Regions from separate parts of the Mus musculus genome. Here regions 1 and 3 are each linked to region 2. The links are chromatin contacts, called in public HiChIP or PLAC-seq and promoter capture Hi-C maps. All regions are on one chromosome and are shown on one strand. Each heading gives the region's core, a stretch centred on a gene start, on an enhancer-like site or on the middle of the called end of the contact. The rest is flanking DNA. Distances are from core to core; before and after follow the strand shown. Region 1 holds the start of Xkr5 (X-linked Kx blood group related 5). Region 2 overlaps Mcph1 (microcephaly, primary autosomal recessive 1). Region 3 overlaps Mcph1 (microcephaly, primary autosomal recessive 1).

The links. Promoter capture Hi-C pulls out the DNA fragments that hold promoters and counts their contacts. HiChIP or PLAC-seq counts read pairs in DNA pulled down with a chosen protein or histone mark.
Region 1: a promoter capture Hi-C map of the C10 cell line shows a contact between it and region 2. The contact joins the promoter of Xkr5 here to the enhancer-like site in region 2. A contact is called at or near these places in 4 of 39 promoter capture datasets (the C10 cell line, fetal liver, neutrophils and 1 more), 2 of 484 Hi-C or Micro-C datasets (the G1E-ER4 cell line and bone marrow-derived macrophages) and 2 of 115 datasets of contacts at active chromatin or transcription factors (bone marrow-derived macrophages and embryonic stem cells).
Region 3: a FOXA1 HiChIP or PLAC-seq map of pancreatic cancer cells shows a contact between it and region 2. The contact joins two enhancer-like sites. A contact is called at or near these places in 16 of 39 promoter capture datasets (the 3T3-L1 cell line, the C10 cell line, the HPC-7 cell line and 10 more), 2 of 15 datasets of contacts at CTCF or cohesin (both in the NIH/3T3 cell line), 72 of 484 Hi-C or Micro-C datasets (the AML12 cell line, the BV-2 cell line, the C2C12 cell line and 46 more), 8 of 115 datasets of contacts at active chromatin or transcription factors (the HPC-7 cell line, bone marrow-derived dendritic cells, bone marrow-derived macrophages and 5 more) and 3 of 9 other capture datasets (adipose tissue, liver and pancreatic islet).

The regions. Positions count from the first base shown.
Region 1 is chr8:18,949,456-18,952,901 of GRCm38.p6, reverse strand. It overlaps Xkr5 (X-linked Kx blood group related 5), which reads left to right and starts at 1,927. Exons shown (of 7, transcript NM_001113350.2): 1 at 1,927-2,026. The coding sequence starts at 1,969. It overlaps Gm40464 (a long non-coding RNA gene), which reads right to left and starts at 2,635. Exons shown (of 3, transcript XR_870173.3): 1 at 2,472-2,635.
Region 2 is chr8:18,766,693-18,769,821 of GRCm38.p6, reverse strand. All of the region lies in intron 12 of Mcph1 (microcephaly, primary autosomal recessive 1), which reads right to left. Among named protein-coding and RNA genes, the nearest start is that of Angpt2, 27 kb to the right of the region's middle. Within about 2 kb of position 1,656, at least 65 of the 459 cell types and tissues checked have an H3K27ac peak or open chromatin away from gene starts, as enhancers often do. A contact at or near this core is called in the C2C12 cell line, the G1E-ER4 cell line, a colorectal cancer cell line and 6 more, where this site is marked.
Region 3 is chr8:18,617,984-18,621,410 of GRCm38.p6, reverse strand. The region is part of intron 3 of Mcph1 (microcephaly, primary autosomal recessive 1); the gene reads right to left. Among named protein-coding and RNA genes, the nearest start is that of Gm25763, 5.6 kb to the right of the region's middle. Within about 2 kb of position 1,635, at least 122 of the 459 cell types and tissues checked have an H3K27ac peak or open chromatin away from gene starts, as enhancers often do. A contact at or near this core is called in the C2C12 cell line, the G1E-ER4 cell line, a colorectal cancer cell line and 5 more, where this site is marked.

The DNA of each region.
Region 1 (3,446 bases), core at 678-3,177, 180 kb before region 2:
CAGAGAAGAGCTGGTCCTGTGCCTGAGGGGTCAGCAGGAGGACATACCCTGCTTGGGAGGCCTGAATCAGCAACCTTCAGAGTTACAAGCAGTCCTGTGGGAAACAAGGAGATGGATGGCCTATCACAGGCAGCTCCTAGCTCATTCTAGGACCCGTTTTAGTCCTGAGCACAGACACATCCTGTGCGTAAGAAGTTCTACCTACCCTAGGGAAGTCTTCTCTGGGAAGCTGGATTATTCTCCAGAGAGGCCACCAACAATCTAATCGGGCCATATCAGCCAGGGCCTGGGACTTACCAAGAGTGGGAATCTTGAGACTATAAAGGATCTCTCAACGCATCTACCTTACCCAGGCGAGATTTCCCCAGTCAGCTTGAAGGATAGAGAATACCAGCATTTCTGGTCTAATGCCATGTGGAGCCTGCAGGAGAAATCTAAACCCATGTCAGGGTGATCTCTCTGATGTTGCCGCTGCTTTTGAGACATCCCTGCTCCTTGTAAGTAATGAGTCCCCCACTCCAGTTAGTCACCACAGTAAATACTCATTGGTTCACCAAGCTGGACAAGGGTGCAGCCATTGCTTTTATCTGTCATGTTTTGTCTCTCCAGGAAGTCTGTCTCACAAGAGCCTCCCCTGAGTCAGGTCTAGAGACAGTGTCATTAGTCTAATGAAGGCACCTCACCTCCTGCCATAGCAGACTGGTAAAAGATAACACATTAGCCAAGGAGGAAACGTAACTGGATAAGTGCTGTGAAGAAAAGAAAGGTAGAGAGAAGGGAGGCTGGTGGCACAGGAGGTGTGATTATGAACCAACCACCTTTGCCACACAGCCAATCAAATAGAATAGAATCAGATAGAATATCCCAGCTGGAATCCCCAGTTGTGTCTTCCAGCTGACCCTTCTGCGATCTCCATTTATAGGATTCTGAACCTGGGGGGCCATGTCCCTCCACACTGGACACAGCACACAAGACAGACCAGAGAGGCAGCCAACGTCCTGATCCCCCACCTTGCCTGCCTTGGACTGTTTTTAACAAATGAAATATAGAATATGTTTTTATTTCTCAAACCGTACACCTAGGAATTTGGATGGGGAGTGTGGTGGGATGTTTTAAGGCTAAAAATGTTGAGAAATGTATTGAAATGTTCCCCACCCATCACTAATCATGAACAGCATTTATTTCCAGTCCTAATTTGTGTATTCTTATTCCTTCGCAAGAATTCTATGGGGCAGAATCGCTGTAGGCCTGACCTCTACTTAGTAATTTCCTGCCACGCCTGCTCAAGGGTTATAAAACATTTTTCCGCTGGGCATGGACGATTCAGAACAATCTTTGTCCCCACGTCCACAGTCCTGTGTAACCTCTACATCGAAACAAATGTCAGGGTGATGCTTTCCCATCTCCCAGAAAGACTTTCCGTGGGAAGGTTTACTTCTGGCTTTGGGGGATCTGGATTAACCCCTCAAGGATACCTGGGAGAAAGGTCTGAAAGCAAAGCGGCTATTAAAGGCTCAGATGCCATTTTAGGCGTGTTTCCTTTCCCTTTTCTGGACACACAACTGAAATTTTTCAAAAGTCCCAATCAGCTTTTCAAATTCCTCCTCCCATGATACACATACACACATACACCACTCTGACTAGTAGTTAAGTGGACTCTGTTTTGAGCAAACCCGCTGACTATGACCACCCAGTGACTAACCCATTTCGCTTCAGAACAAACCCATTGTGTCTTACAGCCGTTAGGAGGCTGGGACAGCATGCAAATCTGACACAGACCGCGAGACTGCCCCCTAAGAACCTGTCGGTTCCTCCTGCCCCCTGTCCCCGCCTTCACCCCAACCCTACTAGCAACTTGGTAACTGACTGGGAAGAAAAGCCTCCTGTCTTGGGGCCCCAAGCCGGAAGCCTCCCCAACCCGGTCCCGGGCAGGGGAAGGGGCGGGCACAGGCAGCAGCAGCTCAGAAGATGCACGCGGGGCTCCTGGGGCTCTCTGCCCTGCTGCAGGCGGCCGAGCAAAGCGCGCGTGAGTGAGGCGCAGCCCGCGAGTGCTCACCCCTCCAATACCCTACTCCAACCCAGTGTGCGGGGCACATCTACCACCGCTGTGCCTCCTCCTCCTCCGGCAGGCAGGCAAGCGGCGAACACTGCGCCGGTGCACGCACGATGATCTCCCGTCCTAGCCTGCAGAGCACTCCCTGTGTGATCCCCTCACCATGCATGATTTCCTCCATCCAGTTAGACATCCCTCCATGCATGGATCCTCCCCATACTCCAAACCCGGAGCCCTGAGTCCCTTCTCTCTCCTCTCGCTGGTGCTCTGCAAAGAGCTGCGTGAGGAGGCTACTTTGGAGCGCCAGCACTTGGTGAGGCGCCCTGGCTCCCTGGACACCCGGGCTCCGGGCTGGGGTGGCATGCGATCCAAGAGCTGGGAGAGGTGGAGGGGTGGGATCCCAAAGGACACTGGTTACCCTTTCGAGATTGTGACACAGCAGAACGCTGGTTTACTGAAGACAAGGGTCCTGTGGGTAGCGGAGATGAAGCAAGATGGCCATAGTTTTCGCGCCTTTCGCGTTTGAATTTGTAACCCTTTCAGTGCTGGCATAGAGTGCCTCCGCCCACTTCTGCCACTCTCCTACAAGGCCCGGTCCCTGGGGAAACTCCACCATCCGGATCCAACAAGGTTCCGCGTCCCTTCTTGGACATGGTATCTCTGAAATTTACCTCTGATTTACAGAATAATCCCTGCAGATTCCCGTCCCCAACACCCACTCAGAATCCCAAAGGGCGCTAGTTTAGGCCCTAAGAGACTAGGAAGTACACTGTTGCCCATAGTGGCCTAGTCCCCTAGCTTTCCAACAGGAAAAGAATGGATGTTTAGCAGGAAGCTTGTCAGTGCACTGAACATAACCTGGGACTGAGAAAGGAATAGTGGCTATTCTCTTCCCATAGCTGATGGGTTCCCGGCTCTGCCTCCAAGCAGTGAGGTTTGTGCCTACTGATCTACATTCCTTGGTAATCCTAGAAAACTCAGGACAACGGTAGTGTGAAAGGGTCCCTGAGTACCCTCCACAATCCCCCTCAGTAATCAGTAATACCAACACAGCTTCTCGCTGACATCCGAGGTTATATAGGTGGAGCCTGGTCTGATGGCATAGGCGTATAATCCAAGCCAATGAAGAGGTTGGGGGTGGATGAACGTGGTGAGTTCTAAACCTAACTAGGCTGCAGAAAGAGTTTAAAGCTAGCCTGTGCAACTTAGCAGAACATTGTCTCTAAATAAACAGAAAAGTGGACTCGGGGATAGCAGAGGCCTTACCTAGCACAGGAACTGCCCTGAGTTCAGTCCTTAGAAACACAAAACAAAAGAAAATCCAAAGCCAGCCTCACACAGAACCAGCTATGACTGAAGTCCAGCACATGCAGCCCTGGTTGGCTGTAACCGT
Region 2 (3,129 bases), core at 407-2,906:
GATAGGCATGCACATGTACAGAGGGACAGGCAGGGCAAGGTTCACGATAGAGACTAAGAAGCTATGGTTTGTGGGAGGGCAGGCTGGCTCTAGTGTGGGTAGGGAGAAAGAAGGGAAGAGCTGTAACTGGCAGAGAGCAGGGTCAGAAAGCACTTCAAATGCCACATACTCTGGCATGACCTTGAACCTGCCAACAAGAGGAAATTTAGCAGCAGGGTGGAATTTGATGGTGTCTGTTTTCTAAGACACATTTAAAGGACCAATAAAAGCAGAGTCAGGCATACAGAAAGCAAAAGGCAGTGATCCTCATATATAATGGGATATACATGAAGAACAAAGGTTTTGGACTCTGACAAGGGACTGAGGTGCATATTTTACATACCAAAGCAGACCTGGCCCCAAGGTTGCCTGGCATCCCTCAGTCCCTAATTAGCATACATAATTAGCATACCTAATTAGCATATAATATCTTATATAGATAAAGGATATTTGGTGCCTCTCTCTTCTCCACTTCTCTCTCTGTGTGTATGCTCCGCCCCCTCTGTTTCTCCATAGTGACTTTCCTGGCCTTAGATCTTGGGGGCCAGTGAACTCACCTATCTTTATGAGAGAGCAGAGTCTCAATAAATCTGCATTTAATATAACCTACTTTGCTTTGAATTGGCTCATTTCACCTGCAGAGAGATAATCTCTCAAGTATCACCAGGAAGGTGCCCTCATGCCAGGTAGTGAATGAAGCCCCACCCTGCTGGCGCTGGCTCTTAGCCCTTAGGCAGTTAGTTAATGCCTGATCTGTGGGATCTGCGCATGCTCCTTCCTGAGGCACGACTCTGCCTTGTCACCTGTCTCCACACAGGCTTGGTTACTAGCCGTGAACTGGTCACCAGCCTCACATCCTGCAGGATACACAGCAATTCAGATAGGACCTGGGTCCTGCCTTCCCTTATCCCCGCCCCCCCGCCCTCCCTCCCTCCTCTCCATCGGATCCCATCCCAGCACTTCACTCAAGTGCTACCAGGAGCAGTCACTTGACAGAAAACTCACAGGTATTTAATACACCCACCATGTGGTGCCAGGGTGGCTGGAGATTTTTACACATCTCAAAGCACCATCTAGACCCGAGTTTTCAGACAGAAACAAAAAACAAGACAGAAACTCAATGATTTCTGCATATGAAACAAAACGGTGTCAGTCAGCCCGAGATATTTCTCAAACTTTTTAATGCTGTGGGTCTATCATTCAGTTCCCGTGGCCAAAAGCCAATAGAAAACAGAGAAACAAACCACAGCGCTTCTCATCTTGATTGTCTCTATACGATTCCCTGATTCCCCAGAGCGACAGTTACCATTTCAGGCAGATTCTCATTTTATTTCACGTTTCCTTGTTTTGTAAGTTGATAAGTACAAAAAAAGTATCAATATGGTTAAGGGGAGGCTGCCCGACCTGCTCTGTTTAATCCTCATAGCTTATCTTTAAAAAATGTACACAACCTGTACATTTTTTTAAAAAATTACACAATCTTTTTAAAGCTCTGTGTCATTTCCTACCCCACCTGACCCTCGTGACTCTGCAAAAAAGAAAAAACAAACCAGAAGATAAAAGTCAGCGCAGGGAAAGCTACCAGTGGCGCTGCCAACAGCAGATGACTCAAGCGGCACCTGAGAATTTGTTGTGCTTGTGTGTTCTGAGGCTCCGAACTTCCTGCTTCAATAAAATACCAAACAAGTTGTGCTTCCTTCACAAATAAGCTATTACATCAAGCCCTGTTCCTATAATTTCACGGTTTTGTCTCCATTCCAACATTTTCTTTGGCAAATGTAGAAACATTCTAATTAAAGTGTGCAGGAAAACAAGAGTCACCCAGCGCGGGAAGACCACGCAAAGGCACATTCGCGCCTTTCTCGCTTACGCTGTGCTCAGCTCTGCTTTAAAACAGTTGGGGACGGCGACACGCAGTCCCTGACTAATTCCTAGGTAATGGTTTGAAGAAGCCCTGAGTCACTTGGGAAAAAATTCCAAAGGTATCAATAATTCCTGTCACAAGCTTCGCATTCCTGAAGAATATCCTTCCGTCTGCCCTAGGAGGAAGGCATTCCTCTTAGGTCAACACGTAACATCAAGGTTTCTTTTTAAGATATTGAAACGAGGAAGAGGCCTTCCTATTTATATGACTGCGGAAGTGGGTTGGAAGCCAAGTTGAAAGGACAGCCTCATTTCCCAGGAGCTCTTTACATTTTCGCTTTTATGAAGACCTTTAAAAGCCCCACTTGTATTTACTTTGAGAAATATCAGCCGGGCGTGGTGGCGCAATATCATCTAAATAGGGCCAGGGGTGGGGTGGGGTATAAAATACATAGCTTAAGTAGCTAGAAGCCAGCAGCACTGTACCCCATTCTCTCTGTCCCCAGCTAAGCAGGGGCAATTGTGCATTTTGCTTTTCGGTCATAAAGCACCGTGCTGTGCGATGCTGTCCTCCAAGCATAACAGCTATTTTAACCAGAGAGATTGTGACCACTCACAAGAGAACCTCAAGGTTCTAGCATTGACATTACCAACAAGAAGGAAGCAGTGGGAAGGGTTATGGGACCCGTACCTGAGAGTTCCACTTGTCCCTCTGGTGTCTAGCTCCCAGCCTGTTTAATTCTGCCCCGGCTGCACATGGTCTCCTGGTCTTCGGAAGTGGTAGCTAGCATACACAGAGGGCTAAGTGAGTGTATGAGAGCTCCACACATGTGTCTATGCAGCTACATGTCATCCATATGGAGCATCCATGCTAGACTGAGACTTTCTGGGGATGTAGCTGACTTGGGGTTACCCACATTTCTTTTAAGCAAGGGCAGTCATTCTATTGGTCCTCCAAGCTGGACTTGAGTGGTATCCTCTCATCACTTGGGCCTGATTGGTGGCCTGTCTGGGAGATAAATATGTTTCTGTTCACATCTCCCCAGGCAGAGTTTGTACAACACACTGTATTTTGCAAAGTCACAAGCTAAATCACATTTGATGGGTAAGCCACAGCTGGGGCTGTCTCTAAGGAGTCTGACCACATTCTCCAAGTGCTGGTTACCTCTTAGTTCTACAGAGCAGAGGGGCACCCACAGTAAGGTCACACTCTCACATGCTTCTCAG
Region 3 (3,427 bases), core at 386-2,885, 150 kb after region 2:
TACATTTATTTTTATTTCATCTTATGGGTACAAGTGTTTTGTCTGCATGGTTTTTTGTGCACCATTTGTTTGCATTGTATCCATAGAGACCAGAAGAGGGCCTGAGACAGCTATGAGTAGAGCCTTGTGGGTACTGGGAATTGAGCCCAGGTCCCCTATAAGAACAGCCAGTGCTCTGAGCCATCTCTCCGTCCTGCATAAATATGTTTTCATGGTCTTGCTTTGACTTTGATAGTGTACGATAATAATTATTCTGTGCATAGCCCAGTCTCTCCTCTCATTCCTACCTCATTTCCTCTCTTCTCCACACCCTCCTCCTCTTAACTGACCCTCTGTAGCTATAATCTATCCTGTTGATCCTCACGGACACAGGCCCATCCTTTCTATCTAATCTCACTCACTACTTCCCCAGTCGATCTAGCTCATCCCTGTCCTTATGGCCCACCTTAGTGTCTCTACACCTACCAGCCCTTATGGCCCACCTTAGTGTCTCCACATCTACCAGCCTATCTCCCTGTCCTTATGGTCCACCTTAGAATCTCCACATATACAGCCTACCTCAGCTTCACCATCTCTAAACAGTTACTGAAGTTACAGGAATGACTTGTAATAATAATAATAATAATAATAATAATAATAATATTTACAAAATTACAATGTTTGCAGCAAGCCTCTCTGGCAGTTGTGGCTGCTGCCATCTGTCTATAGATAGTTCACAACACTCACAATCCACTAGGAAGGAATGACACTTCCATCTTCCTACAAACCAGTCCCACTTGAGCATGTATATATTTCAAGTGAAAGAATACAAACTATAAATCCAGGCATGGTGCTTCACGCTTTTAATCCCAGCACTCAGGCAGAGGTAGAGTGAGTTCATAGTCAACCTGGTCTACAGAGCAAGTTCCAGGTCAGCCAGAGTTACGTAATGAGACCCTACCTTAAAAGAGGAATGGACTTTTAGAAAGAACAATAAGACAAGAGAGGTAAATAAAAAGAATACAAGTAGCATAGGAAGAAGTCAGTGTTCTTATTTCTAGAAGATATTATCTATTAAGGAACCATAAAGCCTCCAGCATAAATGCCCTGATAAACATGTTAGCAAAGTGACAGATACAAAATCAACATAAAAACCAAATAAGTAACTTTCCTACATACCACCAATGCTTTGAGAAAGATCAGGCAGACAACCCCAGTTATGAGAGACCATCACACAGAGTTCTGGTCTCCCTGCGGACATTTTGCTATGCTTAAGAGCTGACCTCCTGCCCCTGCAGGTTCTATCTAAGGAAAGAGGTATTGAAGGAAGTGTCACAAATAGGTCACCCAAACAATAGGTTTCAGGAGCAAGAGAGTACCCAAGGGACCACTGAAGATTGACAGTAACAGAGTAGGCACAACAGGGCCCTGAGATAATAACTAAGCAATGTTTAGGGAATAAAACAGGTTTTGTCATCTGGGTTAAACGACAGAACAAGTGCACGATTTTCTCTTCGTCCACCAGATCCCAATAAAATAACAGTAAAAGAAAACAAATGGGACATAAACTAATGAAAACAAGGAGTGGGTAAGAGCTGCCTGCAGAACTGGAAAGTAACCAACCAAACAAACAAAAGGAAGTCCAGGCCTAGCAGAGGTGCAGAAGTCAAGGACTCCAGGTCCTCCCCAGCGGGAGTGGGGAGCACAAGAGAGAGGAGCAGGTGAGCATGTCTGGACATGGGTGCCTAGAAACACCCACTCTCCTAACACCAGGGTGGAATTCTTATGTCCATGTGAGATAACTAGAAGCCAAGAGCTTTGGACATTGGGATGGCAGGCAGCACAGGAGGAAGGGAAAAAGCTCTATGTGACAGGAACTGTATCCATGGTGGACACAAGATCCAACTACCTACTTCCTATCAGAACTGCAAGCAGAAGCCACTGGCTTGTACAGTGGTATAAAAAGAAAGAACATTTGTGAGCAAAAGATGCATACACGTTGCCTGTGGGAGCAGGGTACTCTGAGGGGGACTGGTTAAAGACAAATTTCCTGTGGCTGGAGAGACGGCTGGCTGTTAGTGCAGTGCTGCTCTTGCAAAAGACCTGGATTAGTCACTGGGTGACTCATAATCATCTATAGTGTAACTGTACAGTTCCGGGGATGATGCACTGTTCTGGCCTCTGTGGGCACCGTATGCACACGGTACACATATATGGGCTGACTACCTTCTACCCTGTGATAGTTACTATGAACTAACAGCTCAGCACCCAGGAGACAGGCTCCTAGGCATGTCTGTAAAGGACTGTCTAGAGTAAGGCAAGAATATCTTGCCTTGGATGAAACCATTCACTGAGAAAGAGATCCTGGACTGCATAAAACAGGGAGGAGCAGAGCTGAGTACTATTAACACATGTACATTCAATGTTCCCTGCTCTTGACCATGGATGGAACAGAACCAATTCTCTCATCCACCTGCTGCAGTGACATGACTGCCATGATGCTATAACCTGGAATTGTGAGTCCAATAAGCATTTTGCTTGTGCGTGTGTTGTGTGTGTTCCTGTGTGCTCATGCATATACTCTCATACAATCAAGCACTATTTGATCAGAAAAAGGAAGCAAATAAAAGGGACAACAGAACAGATTTTGCTAAGAAGCAGCTTCAGGCATTGCCAAACTATATAGCTGCATTTATACAAAAATACCCAGAACTGGAAAACTATAAAGGCAGGAAGTGAATAAACAGCTGCTGAGGCTTCAGACGTGGGAGTGAGAGCTAAAGGGTGCAGGCTTCAACTCCAGGTACAAAATACTTTAAAATTGTGGAGATGGCTGTACAACTCTTTGAGTATGTTTAAAAGCAGTAAATTGTATAGTTTAACTGAGAAAATTATATGGTATGTAAATTAGAACTTACGAAAGGCTGCTATGTATCCACTCTTAATTGCTAAATTCAGATGATGGACAAATCCCAAGTGTGGGTGAAGGCATGGAACAAAAGAACACTCACACTGCTAGAGGAACATAAAACCATGCAGCCACCTTGTTTGGGTGATAAACCACGAGAAATGAAAACACAGAAAGGCACAAACACAAATCTCCATAACAACTTCATTCATAGTAACCAAAAATGGGAAACCGTTCACATTTCCACCACTGGCAAATGCACTGTGGTATGCACATGCAATGGATACTACTTGGCTAGACAAAGGAAACTATTACTGCATGAAACATGAAGAAATCTCTAAACTATCATTCAAGTGGAGGAAGCCAAACAGTCCATGCGAGAAGAGTCCATCTGCCTGAAATCCTACATCAAGGAATGAACTGCCTACAGAATCCAGATCACAGGCTGCTCCAGGCTGAAGGATGGGGAGAAAGGTGCTGACTTCAAAGGGGCGGGCGGTGTTACTCTGGCATATAAAACCCCAGTCTTTTGACTTTGGT